Regions from separate parts of the Dromaius novaehollandiae genome. Here region 1 is linked to region 2. The links are chromatin contacts, called in public Hi-C maps. All regions are on one chromosome and are shown on one strand. Each heading gives the region's core, a stretch centred on a gene start, on an enhancer-like site or on the middle of the called end of the contact. The rest is flanking DNA. Distances are from core to core; before and after follow the strand shown.

Region 1 (7,048 bases), core at 1,034-3,533, 98 kb before region 2:
TGTTTTCATTAAAACCTTACCTGCAGCATGAAAGCCAACAATAATTTACTTGAGTTTTCACATAAATAATGCAAAGGTACTGCTTACCTGCAATAATACATATTTCTGCAAACTGCTATGTGAAATTAAGATCACAGCAGCCCTCCACCATGATTGGACAGGCCCTGGAATCAGTCGCTGGCAAACAGGTATCTGCTGTGCCCATAATGTAGTACTTCATCTATCACTGCAAAGTACCTTCCCCAGCAATGGTACCTGCACAGATGATTCTTATAATAATAACTACTCTCTTGTGACAGGTCCTGTGCTAGCCTGCACTTGGTGTTGGTAATAATGCTTTTGTATTTATGAACCAGGGGAGCAGTAAGGAAGACCCTGTTTACTGGACCTGGACTGGTTAGGTGCACCCAAAGCAGCTAGGTGATATGCTCACAACACAGCAGTTCTGCAGCTCTAAACATACACACTACAAAATGACACCAGAAGTACTGATAACGTTGTAGCAGCCATGGCTTTGATTTGTGTTCCACCTTGCATCACTCTGGGCAGCCCAGCTAACCCTTACCCTGCTTCTGCCCCTCTGGCCTCCACTCCTTGCTTTGTCTTCCTCTAGTGCAGGAATAAAATGGTGCTGAGCAGGAAGCCTGAAGTCAGCAGCATGATGCTTCCACATGAGAAGCATCAGAGGGGATGAATCAGAGGGCAGCCTGTGAGGCCTAGGCAGGGAGGGCAAAAATAGAAAATTGTGCTACAGCAGGGATATTTTAGGGGAAAATGAGGAGAAGGAATTGGTATCTGCAGTGTTACTTTGCACAGTAATCTCTGTGGTTTGCTGATGCCTTCCAGGGACAAGTCCCCAGCTCACAGCAAGACCAGATCATGTGGGAAGCAATGAGTTAGTAAAGGAGGAGAGGCAAAAGCAACAATGTTCTTCCCACTCAAAAGCCCTTGAAACTCCTTATCCAAAAGGTTCACTAGTTTTTACACAGATAGCAATTTCCTGATACCTTTTTTTTGAGGGGGGGAAGGGGGATAACTACTACAGAAGAAACAAATGGTACCACCCATCACTATGGCCCATGAACAGCTAAAACCACCATGTGCTGATGACACGAATGCAGGCAGGGATAAAGAGACATATTCCACCACAGCTGCTGGAGAAAATGAAACGGGGGAAGCTTTCAGATTAGGTATTTTCCTTACACTTGACACTGATCTCCTGTCACCCCTGCACCACTAGACTATGTCTAGTTCATTTCACTCTCATTTAAGGTTCATTTGCAAAATAAGGTTTAGTAGAAAGTTTAGATTGAATGCTACGACCCTCTTACAAAGAGACATGTCACAAGTAGCATAACCATCTTCTCTCTTTCCCAAGCAAGTACTAAACTTACCAGATCAATCTGATCCCAAGTCTGGAAACACCACACTGCTCCATCCAGTGCTGGTGGCATCTCTGCAGGAGCTGTACTGGTGCAGAGCTCTGAGTTGGGACACCTGACTGGAAACCTACAGTGTTAAGGTCGAACATGAGCTTGGGATAAGCATAAAAGCAAAGAAATACAGAATTCACTGTAATTTTGGTTCCATGATTATTTATTTATTTATTTATCTTGAAGGAGAAATGGGAAGGAGAGTTTCAGAATACTCAGAATGGTAAACAGCTCAATCTGATGCCATAGCTGGAGAACTGAAATAAATAAATAAATAAATAAACAAAATCAAGAGAATTTGAATACACCTCACATGCAGGTGCTGAGGTGTCACCTTGGAAGGTTGTATATTGTCCTCCAGAACATGGCCTAAAATAAAATATCATATTGTACCACAATAATGTGCCCTTCCTTTGAGGCCTAGTGTCACAACATGTTACAAACAACTGCCATTTGCAACAGAAAGCAAGGCCATGGCAAAATCCTGGTAACATGAGCTACAAAATGGAGTTGTTCCCTGCCAATGATATCACTAATATGTATTTGTCCAAATGTCATAACCTGCATGACTACAAATGTTAATGTTACCGTGACTGTAAATATACACACAGCCAGAAGAGCTCTGTACTGGAATTTGAGAACATAAGCATGGTTTTATCTTCGGATCAAAATAAACTTCATCCACAAAACGCGTTGAACATCTGCACTTACCTCAGACTGCCTCGATTAACTGTGTCATGTCTACATTACAGCTGCAAGCACAGGATAATCCAGATGGCCTAGACAGAGGCTGGAGCCCACTTACAATAATATATTGTCCACGTCCTTTACCACTGCAAATTAGAAATAGATATCTCATTCTTCACTTGGTTGATCTACTTTTATATCCTTGATTCAAGTAGAGTTATGAAAACTTTGTGTTTGCTATCAGGTTATAAAGAAACCTATTTTAACTAAGATATGCTTTTCTTAGATGTAAATGCATATGCAAACCAGAAAGAGCTTTGATATTGAGATTTTTTCCCCCTGAGGTTCAAGCATTTTATCATTTTAATAATTTTCCATTTTCCTATTGCATTCACTTCCAAAACATCTTTTGTATTAGCTCCGAGTATTATAATTCCCTCAAAATTCCTCTGGAGGGCACTATTACCATAACTATGCAATTAGCTACAGATGGATGTAATAGAGATGAACACTAAACAGGCTTGTTGGCAGGAGGCAGAATGTCTTTTAACCAAGACGGCTTCTTTATCGCTGCCTACATTTTTACTCTGCTTTAGTGGATAAGAGGAATCCTAGCTACAAAGAGAATCAGAATTTAGAAATTATTATTGAAGAGGTTTGTCCCAGAAAAGGCATTTTTTTTCTTCAGTCAGTATCTTCCTTAGCATGTACTAGAATTCGATACATCCCTCAAAGACTTTTTGTGAAAATGATACTTCCAAGGTACAGCCTGACTTACCAGACTTTGAGAGCTGGGAAGGGATGGGAGAACCTGTTCTCTCTCAGACAGACTCTTCCTGTTCTCTGTCCTCACTCCTCTAGCCCTGAAGCTGGACCAGTCTCTGGGAGACCTTCCTCCATGCTCCTCGCATGCACCTCAGCTGCCCTGTCCCACAGTGTAGGGCAAAGCAAACTACTCCTCCAGAATTAGAAGTTTGCCCAGCTCAGTTGCATAGAGGGAAGGATATTTCAGAGAGAGGAAAGAGATTGTAACATAGCAGGGTTTCTTACGAGCTGTGTGGTTTCAAGAACCAAGGAGGAAATCAGAAATGAACCTTACTGCTCAATGGAAAAGCCTTGTTAGGAAACAGGATAAACTCGTGACGGTTTGGAGACATCAACTTTAAAGTGAATGTGTGTGTCTAATCCTGTTGCCCTCTTGTGATCGTGCATTATATTACACGATAATCATTTTTATCTGAGGGGCCTCTGGACTCTTGTAGGGTAACATGGTTGACTGCAACCCTTGGAGAGTTCAGATTTTGAGGGTTCTTTTTTCCCTTGCATCTCCTGGGAAACATCATAATTAAGAGCAAAAATTATTTTCTTTTCCTTCTATGATCTGCACATTGTGTTTTTTCATCTCTTTTCCAATTAGACTAAAAATTGCTTCAGTAGGTACAATATTTGCCTGTGAGTTTCTATAGGAAGTAGCATAGCAAGGTTATAATACTGACGGGGGTCTTGGGATCATATATCATACAGAAGAAAATGGCATTGACATAATGGGTTCTAAATTAGGTCATCAAGCAAAGAAAGTAAGTAAGAGGGAAGGATATATTTCATTCATGGCAAGGATTATATATAACATAAACTGATTACGTTCCCAAAGAAGAATCAGCACATACAACTAGAATAAAAACTGCCAGAATAAAAACTGACAGAGGTTTTGAATTAACTTCTTTTGAACTTAACTTTGGATTTGCACTGGTATTTTCCCTAGTAAAAATACTCCTCACTGATCCCTTACCCATTTCACCTTGAATTCTCTGCTCCTAATCATCACCTAATGCAAAGTCAGTCTCCACACGTGTGCTGTATTTCAGAATCTTTCCTTGCTCCTGACACCTGCATTGCCACACTGTGAATACTGAATTCTCACAGCTTCTCCTCCTAATCACTAGCCTTCAATAGCACTTGAAGCATTTTGTTTTAGAAGAAAAGATTTTTTAAAACATGAAAAGGAATGACATGAACTTTTCAAATAGATGTAAGAGGGAAAAAGAAATGATAGGTCAGATTTTGGGTACACCAACCTTGACACTGTCCTTTTAAAGCACTCCCCAGGCAGCTTTAACTTTCGCAACCAGCACTCAAGCAGCCGCTCACCCTAGGGCCCAGTCAGCTTGGCAGGATGACAGAGGTCAGCATTTCACACGAATGAACAATTTCTCCAATATACAAGGCAGGCATTTAGCTCTCTCTTTCTTTTCACATGTCCTTTAAAGTTTAAACCGAGAGTATCATAGGTACTATGCGCAATGCAATGAAAATCCCTCTTTCTATTAACCCTTTGAACCCTTATGATGAGAAGTGATATCCTGACAATTTTAAACTGAGGGACAGAAGCCACACAAGGGCTCTCTTTTCTCTCCTCCAGCCCTCCACACCAGCTCCTTTTTCTTACATACTTTCCCTCTCAAACAAGTCCCCTGCCACCCCTCTAACTCGATCACAGAATATAAGAAAATCTTGCTGTTCTTGCAGAATACTCAAAGTGTGCATGTGACAGGGGCAGTATTTTGACCAAATCCCCTTTTTGGATTAATACATTCCTTTCTACTTTGGATGCAATTGGGTTAGAGTGGTACGTATTTCACTTCGATGCAAAATATTTTTAGGTGGGGGAGGGAACCTCTAACAATGAAGCTGTTCACAAAAACATGCAAAACTTGCCCAAGAAAAGTGACTTCAGTAAAACAAAGTCTTTTTAGTGAGTCCTAATCAAAGAAGTAGGCTGTGTGCATGGATTTTCATAACCTCAAAGGGGTTAGGCTTAAATGATCACAAACGTTCACAGGCATGGAAGCTCAATTATCCACCCAAATCATTTGCACAATTCTGAAAATACATCTGTGTGACTTTGGTTCAAGTTCACTGCCTTTCTGCTTCCCAAGCTCCTTGGGAAGGACACAGCAAGTAGAGGGCAAGATAAGAGAAACCCTCACTGTCTGCTGTACTGTTTCGTAGTCAGTGAATTTCAGTGTTCTGAAATTTCAAAGCTCAGATCAGATTTCTCTGGGGTTGGCTGGGGTTCATCTTTAATCCCATGTGTAATTTTATGAAAAAAAGTCTCTTTCACAAATAGTCTCTAGGTTTAAAACCAGTGTCTGGTTTTATTAAACATAAAATAACTAGTAAGATTAGATTAAGACAGATTAGTTAACTTAGATTAAGAAGGCTAAAATCACAGTAGAAGTGAAGTGTACAATTTACTAACTGCTTTACATATAGAAGGCTTTATGTTGCTAAAAGATAATGTTTTGGGCCCCAAAGCCTCATGCTGCTCTGTGCCATTAACACAGCAGAAATAATTGGGAGTGCAAGATACCTTCTATGCCCTCTGAGCTCCAAACTAGTGCAAGGGCCATTACGGTGTCTCCTTTTCTACCCCAAACTACCTTTAATCAGGGAGAATCCAGGAAGGGCTAAGCGACCTGAATTTATGACAAGAGTTTCTTAGACATTTCTTTAGGCACATATACCAAATGAAGAAACCTAGAATTGCAGATGGGGCCTCCTAACTAAACAACAGAGAAGCTTAAGCCATCCTGATGCTGAGAAGTCTACAGAGTGCCTATGGACAGTGAAGAAAGCTGTCTTGCACAGCAGCTTTTTGATTCAAGCTTTTTTTTTTTTTTTTTTTTTAATTGCTCTTTACCTCCTCTGACACTACCTGCTCCAATGAACAGCTAAAGTTCAGTTACCACTTTTCTCAGGCTCATTTTGTTGAACCCTTATGTTATACCACTGAAATACTTGGGCAAGGCAAGAGAAAGATCCTTTTGCAGCTAAACATAGCTTATTGAAAGGTAACTGTGGTACTAAAATAAGGCTCCCTTTTAGAAATATTCTTTTGTTTTTTCTCTTTTTTTGAGTGATACATTTTTTAGAAAGTTTGCAGAAAGAAGGGTGGTCTTTAAGGGCCGTTGTTCCTCCATTTGCAAGAAGGCAAAGCTTGTGAGCCATCCAGATCTCTGAGGGCTGAGCTTCCAGTAGAAATCTCTGAAGCCTGGCCTGAAGAGGATGTTGCTTCAGTAAATTCAATTTTCCAAGATATTAAGAACTGAGAAAGTAGAATAGATGTCAGGTGCTCAAGGTGGAATTCTAGCCCCATTGGAGGTTAACGGGGCTTTTTGCCACAGACTTCAGGTCTTCACCTCGCCTTAGACAGCAGAGCAGAAATGCAGAGATAAATCTTATACAAGATTTAAACATTTATTGTGTAAGGATGTGTTTGGCAGTAAAATGTGAATAATGATGCTGACCTTGCCTGTAAAGCTCTTTGTAAGGTGTGGAAGAAAAGCACCATATAAGAGTATGGTATTAGGGATATTCCACTGCAAGACTAAAAGAATCAAGACTATTTTTAAAAATTGCTATTTTCAGGGTATTACATCTTTGAAGGGCTAGTACTGAAGCAATGCTACTTTTGCTATTCAAATCTATTCTGGAGAGGAAAAATAAGCCTTCTGAACAAACTATGGATTTTCATATTCCTTCTAAGTTGGAAGGCAATTGAGTTATGAAAGATAGTCCTAATCCTTGACAATTGCATTCTGTCACATCCTAAACATGATGTTTTCCTCAGCAGAGGCATAGCATGAGAGCAGAAGAAAAACATTTTTATATAATATAAAAGAACTAAGAACTCCCACAGCCAAATGGGCAAAAAGCCACTGGAACTGGAGACTCAGGATCTAAATACTTTCTTCACCCCCCACTCTGCCATGGGCCTTTTGTGTGATCTGAGTAAGTCAAATCCCATCTCTACATTTCCTTTTGGCTTGCCTACCTCTCGCTTTATAGGTAGGGAGGGTTTTTAATAAAGATTCATCTCTAAAAGTTCCTGAAAACCTGTCTCTAGATCTTTGGGGATAACTCTTACT
Region 2 (6,750 bases), core at 3,964-6,463:
TTTTAATAAATGTTGACCAAAGTTCACTTCTTTAAGGAAAAGATATTTCACTTAGTTCTCAGTGTTGACAAGCACAGCTCTACTTTATTTCTATGCAGATGCTGCCTTGCCATATCAAAAGTAATGTATTTAAGGCTGTATTATCAGTATCTACGAAACCAAACCTGAAGACTACTCATGTACTCCCTTCAGCTTTTCAGTACACATGCAGTTCTAGAACTACTAACAGGCATTGATCTGTCAGGGTATCTGTATCTTGCCAACTCTAGCACTGTCAGATTTGAAAACTCTTACTCGTATTTACTGCTCTGATATTAAATAACCTGGATGTAAGATGGATATTGTAATATTGCTTTTCTTTGTTGTGGTATAAAGCTGTAAAGATTTTTTTACTTCTCTAAAAACAAAGAACTAAGAAGACCTAGAATTCAAATCAGAAGAAGTAAATCTGGAAATCAGACACTTCCATAAAAGAGAGGCTCTAGCTGTTTTCCTTTACACGCTGAAGAAGCCCTCATTTATCTTTATACAGTGAATAGTGGAGGACTTTTTTGTATTTTTTATCCTTTAAAAATCAGTAAGATGATAGCCACGGAGAAGCTAATTAGTTTTGATTTGCTGGTATTAATGGAAATGTTGACTTTCGGATCGGTATAATTTGCAGTATGCCCCACAGTGTTGCTTCCCTGTTGTCCAGATGGGGTAAGTACTGGAACACACAGTGGCTGTCTTCTGGCCTACATGCTACATTTCATTCTCCTGAAAATCAGCTGGAAACACAGTTGCAGGATGCACTAAGGCTCAGGCATGCTAAAGCCCCCAGTATAGACATAATCTGACTTGCTTATGATCAGGATTTCACTTATTTCTTATTGCTGGTAAGTATAGATGAAAAAGAGTGCAGAATTTGGGAAGGAATTCAGTTTGAAGGTGGTCGAAGAATGTATATATTATTCCTGTACATTTTATTAGTATTATTCCTTAATTCTTTAAAACTGAAGGCTTTTTAAAGGAAAATGGGATACATGAAAGACTGATTTCTAAATTGCCAAATGTTTATAGAGTTTTAAAAGTGAAGCTGATGTGTTACTGGCTCCACCACATTTGAAGGTACCACCTGATAACACACATCATAATCTCACAAGCTTATTGAAACATTTAACTGGATGCAAGCAAGAAACCTGCTTGCATAAAGTAGTACATGTTCCATCTCCGTGCTGGATGTTCAGACTTGATAGCGCCATCACCTACAGCATATTGAACTCACTGAAGACAGTGGGAATGGCACAGTCTGGATTGCCAGCGTGGGTTGCTTCAGCATGCAACCCTACCCTTTCTCATGAAAAGAGCTCGAAATCACCACACGAACATTAAAGTTTCTTGGTGTTATGTCAGGAAGTCCTTGTTCAGATGAACTTTCTACAGTTTCAGTAACACTTTGCCCGAGAAAGGCACTCAGAATTTGATGTTCTTACTCACTGCCTTCAATTTTTTTTTACTTTAGAAACAGTGACATAAAAACAGAGATTCTACTGAAGTAAAAGGTAATAGCCCCTGGCTCCCAAATGCTGTCTCTCAGAGAGCTTTCAGGTATTTTTTGAAACTCTTTCTCACAACCGTTTCAAAATAAGCAATCAAGATGAGCACAACCTCAGCTTTTTTTCCTTCTGTCATGTCTGTCTGCATTAACCTCCTTTGTAAATCCCACTATAGCCACATTCACAACAGGGCAGAGGGGAAAATCTTACAGAAATAAGATTAAAATCCCAGAAGAAGGAATAAGCATGTGTAGTATTAAGCGGACCAACCAAACATACTGTTTCTTTCCAACATATTTAATGAAGAAGTGGATCAGAAGTTTCGATGCTGTGCTGTACTTAAAAGACAAAAGGAGCTACCATAGGTTTTCTAGCCCACTGCTAGAAACCGATTTCTGAAGCGATTATGAAGGGCAAACACTGAAGCACAAAAATCCTATGAGCAATATAGGGACAACCTTATTTCTTTCTTTTTCCTCTGGCTGGCTGCGCTGTTATGAGGATGATGCAATAGTGGTTATTTGAACATGTTCTGTCCAGCCAGAAAGTAGGGAGAGAGAGAAAGAGGGATGTGGTGGCTCTCAACCTGAACAAGTGTGATGGGTCCACATCGGTCAGTGGCATTTTCAGAGGGTAAACTGTGAAGAAGAAGATATTATGAATTCTACTGAAGACAAGAGTAAAATGCAGTAAGTATCCAAGAACAGAATAATTTTCCATCAGTAGGCTTGTTGGAGCAGGTGCTTTCAGTTAATGAAGTTTTCCTACAGATTTGCTTTGCTTGTGGATACAGCAGCAAACTCCACCTCTGATTAATGTGCTTGAAAGGAATACTTTCCTATCTGCTCTTAAACAAGTAATGAAAAAGAAAGAAAGAAAAAAGAGGCAGACTGCCAGCCTAGAATAATCCAGGGCAATATTAAACTGTACTCTAGAATAGATTAGCCATTTGTGTATTAAAAATATCCAATTCCCCTCCCCTTTAAACCAGTCAACAGAAGTAGAGGCCTCTTTCGCAGCCTTAGCTTGCCCATGGAAAATGAAAACAGGGGAAAGCTAAATTTTGCCATGCTGCTCAGCCTGCTTGAAAAGCAAGTCCTTTGTTTACATGCCTAAATGTGGATCTGGGAGCCTAAGTGTCAACTTCCATTGTTTTAAAACTTGGCTTTGATTTTTTTCCATAAAGAAGCAGTGCTGTAAGTGCCTAAGTATTTTTTTTTTCCACAACTGATATTATATGAGATGGGAAAGCTATTCTGGGTAGGAAGTTATTTTTAAACATACATTATTCTTTCTCAGAATCAGACTATAAGTTTCTGTCTACTTTTAATTGCTTTACAAAGTAAATTGAGTGCCTCTAGTTATATAATTAATATCCACATTTATCCCTATGTTGAGCCATTTACAGCTAAATTCATTTTTTAAGACTGGCTAGGAGTTCAGAAATGTTTTTACTCTCTGCTGAACTTTGTAAAATATCCAGAGTTTTTCCAGTGCAGGACTCTGACAGTACAGAGAAATATGTACTGTAACTGAGACAAGTAGAGAATGGAGCTGCTATCATGGCGCTTGAACCATGGGCTAAGCAAACATTAACAAATGGGCTAAGCAGACCTGTCCTCCCATACACTACTACATTCATATTCAACAGCAAAATGACATCACAACTGTACTATGTATTTTTTGCTTGAAATAAATAAAAATAAAGTAGAAATTTAAACATTAGACCTTTAAATTGTAGGCACTGTGGTATCTAAATCTAATTAAGAGTTAGTTTTTAAAAGGCACAACTTTTTAAATTGACTTCAACACAATTTTAAGTGTTTGATAACCCTTCCAGAAAAACTTTATTTTAAAGATGCTGTGATTCTCTGAATGTTTTACAACCTTTTGCAGAGTGCCTTTTAAAGATAACATGCTGCTTAATGAGGAGAAAAATGTCAGCTTTACGGTTTCCAATAGCTCCCTCTCGTGGTCCTTTGCTCATACTTCATCCTCTTCAGTGAGCAATGAAACATTCTAGTTTCATCTCAGGTTGAAACATCAGTGATGTAAACCCAAGACAACTGATCACAAAGTACAGGTGAAAACTCCCCTTCCTTCCAGTACAACAATTCTGCTATCCATTATGCTGAGCTTAAAAATATGGCGTTTCATAGGCTTCATTTGGCAGTATTGTTACTAATAAAAATATAAATGTTTATAAGGTTTATCTTTTCTCAGGACTGACACTCTCGAGCTCCACTGTTTTGCTGAAATAAAGTTCAGTTACCTTGTCTAAGATGCTGAAAGGTTTCCTGTTAAGACACTGTCCATGCATATTAATATCCTGAAGAAAGGCCTAAAAGCTTCTATCATTTTCCTAACTATACCTTTTCATCTGGATAAAAGGTCTTGCCTCCACCTGGTCTTTCTGCCAGTTCCTTAGGACATCTATCCCCAGATACACCTTCCCAGGACACCTTCTTGGAGACACGGCAGGGAGCTAAGGCACAGTCAGGGAAGAGTGTTTCCCTTCTTGTCTGTAATATGTTGGGCAGATGTACTGCTGCAATCTTTAAATGAGTAAGGTCACTTTACTGGAAAGACTCTGAGAATGGGATTCACCTGGATGAATATTGAGGTCTACTTCTAGATTCTCATCTCAGCTAGATGCCTTTCTAGCAAACAATTTATCCCATCAGGGAGATCTGTGGAATAAGCTAGATGGAGCATGTTCCAAAAAGGCACCAAGCTGTTCACCAACTATAAAGATAATTAGGACTGGAGATCTCTAAAGTTAGGTTAAATGAATCATGTTCCAAATATGGCCTCTTGGGGCTCTTTGCTAGCTATGCTGCCCTTCTTCTTTGGCCCTACAGGGCCCATCTGTCCTACTTTATAAAGTCGACGGAGCCGCTATGGTTAGACAATTAACATCTAACTTGGGCTGACCACCAGGGTCATTTAATGCTAAATTTATTTCATATGATTGATCAGGAAACTGGATTATATTTGATCCTTACTGAACTTCATGAAACACCCTGAAATCCAAACATCATGTGTTAAATTAATGGATGGACTGAAGTGAAGCCGAGGCAAGTTAACCGAGTACTGCCACAGACTGCTTCCTAGCTAGCTCATTAAAAAATAGCTAGCAGATCTTGATGCTTCACTGCAGTCTGCAGCATAGACATATTTTACTTGTCTTGCCTATGGTAACTCAAAAGGTCTAAGGTGGAGCAGAAAGTTAAATCAGGTCTTCTGAGTCCCAAGCTAGTGATTGAACTAACAGATGGCTTTCTGTCCTAGAAAATATGTATCAGCAATGTGTGTGTGAGGAAAGACACTGGCTCGCTGCCTGTCTTACTCTGATAGCAATTACCAGCCAGACAGAATGAACCAAGCTCACTACTTGCAAATGAAGTGCATTAAATCTGTGTTGCTTATGCCTTGCTCTGCAATTAAGTGTCCTGCTCTTTGCAAATGTAGGATTTTGTACCAAATGGCTCTAATATATCACTAAACAGGTAGTTTAACTAAACAACTGAAGTTCTTCAGTGAGCTATTTCCTTTAGATCATGGATAAGAGGTCACAGTCACACCAGTTTCTCATCACATCTCCAGCTATTACAGCGCTAGAGTGACCATAAAATGCCATGAGAAGCCCAGAAGTGTGCACATGCTGATGGGCCAGCTGGCTGCTGCTACACAGCGTATGCAACAGCTGCATTGTAAATGCGTTTCCCTCCCTGAAAGCGCTAATCTGGTGCTATTTTCACACTTATTTCCATGAAACTTAGAGGAACACAATGCATTTTGAAACTCTAGTTCCTCTTTCAAATTTGACCAGTACTAACAGGTTCATAAGTTTTTAGCAAGAGAATGAACTGACAGGGCGTTCACATAGCCCTTGTTTCCTCAGGCATGGCTGAAGGGGAATCTAGACTGGAATCTAGGCTGAAATTTTCTTATACAGTTAAATCAGTAAAATAGGATAGAAACTGCTTTGTAGTTTCTTCCACATGAGAGATCACTAGGGTAGTCATTTTTTGCTTTGCAACAAGATAGTTGCATACATAAATCCTAATTTAAACAGAGTTCTCATCCACGGTAATGGATTATTAGAAATGTGTCTTGCTGGCATATAGCTAGGCCTCATGCTCCAAATTCTCTGCATGAGAATGCCCTCCGAGTGAGTTTTCCTACTTACCAAAGACAAGTCACACAGGTAAAGTTACTTGTGTATAAGGGTTCTTATGATTGCTGGGGTGAGCTAAATGGATGCACAATTATATGATTAAATACAACATTTTTTACTAACTACGTATAATTTTGGCTGTCACTCAGAATTCAATTGCATTAGATGATTCAATAAATGACTAAGGTAGTGTCGGATGTGTCCTACACAGACCTCAGGGAATACTGCAAGTACTGAGCTAAATCACGTAACTTATTTCAGACAAAACTGAACTAATCTATAAAGTTCTATATGAAGAGAACTAATCAATATTAATCTTTTACACTGTTTGACATCTCCTTATATTTGCTTGTGTTTTCAATCATTATTACAGATTTACAAACAAATGCTATCTGTGTGTGTATGTGCTAAGTTTCTCTAGGTGTGCATGGGCACACTCAGTCATCCTTTCAGCCTGTATTAAAAAAAGCGAGCACACTCAGGGCTGTGTCCCCTGAATGATCCAGTCTGGTTTTGCAGAGCTAGTTGTTAAAGTAGTCTTTTCCAATCTAGCCATTAAACATTGCTTCCAATAAGCTTTTCTCTGTCCTGGTGCTGTAACTCTCCTAGAAGCCATACCAGCTGTGTTCAGCCTAGCAAGCTAGTTTCTACTTTCTCATCTCCTTCCCAGTCCAGCTTCAACCTCTGGATCTTATCATCAATTTAGCAGCAGAGGGTATATACATACTTGGATTACTAATACACAGAACAGGTACAGCACAGTGCATTATCATGACCTGATCTATTTCTAACAAAATGCACTAATACGTGCCTGTGGATGTGAGGAGAGTGGGAAAAATATTTCCTTCTCTTTCCTATCTGTATGCATACACAAGTGAACACATATGTGATGAATCTGATTTTTTTTTTTTTTTTTTTGAAAATCTGCACTAAGATATTCAGACATAGGTATATCCAAATGGAGGTCAAAGTAGACCAATATATACAACTCTTTAAATCTGCATACCAGCACTTTTCAGGCACAAGTCACGG

What was found. Hi-C and Micro-C count contacts between places; a contact is called where the count stands out from the background.
Region 1: a contact with region 2 is called in a Hi-C map of ovary, with 3 times the contacts expected there. The contact joins the promoter of PIK3C2G here to the enhancer-like site in region 2. A contact is called at or near these places in 3 of 4 Hi-C or Micro-C datasets (brain, liver and ovary).

What each region holds. Positions count from the first base shown.
Region 1 is chr1:68,120,944-68,127,991 of bDroNov1.hap1, reverse strand. It overlaps PIK3C2G (phosphatidylinositol-4-phosphate 3-kinase catalytic subunit type 2 gamma), which reads right to left and starts at 2,283. Exons shown (of 36, transcript XM_064515654.1): 1 at 2,145-2,283; 2 at 1,395-1,509.
Region 2 is chr1:68,026,309-68,033,058 of bDroNov1.hap1, reverse strand. RERGL (RERG like) reads left to right here. Exons shown (of 5, transcript XM_026107825.2): 5 at 1-339. Among named protein-coding and RNA genes, the nearest start is that of RERGL, 12 kb to the left of the region's middle. Within about 2 kb of position 5,213, at least 1 of the 2 cell types and tissues checked has open chromatin away from gene starts, as enhancers often do.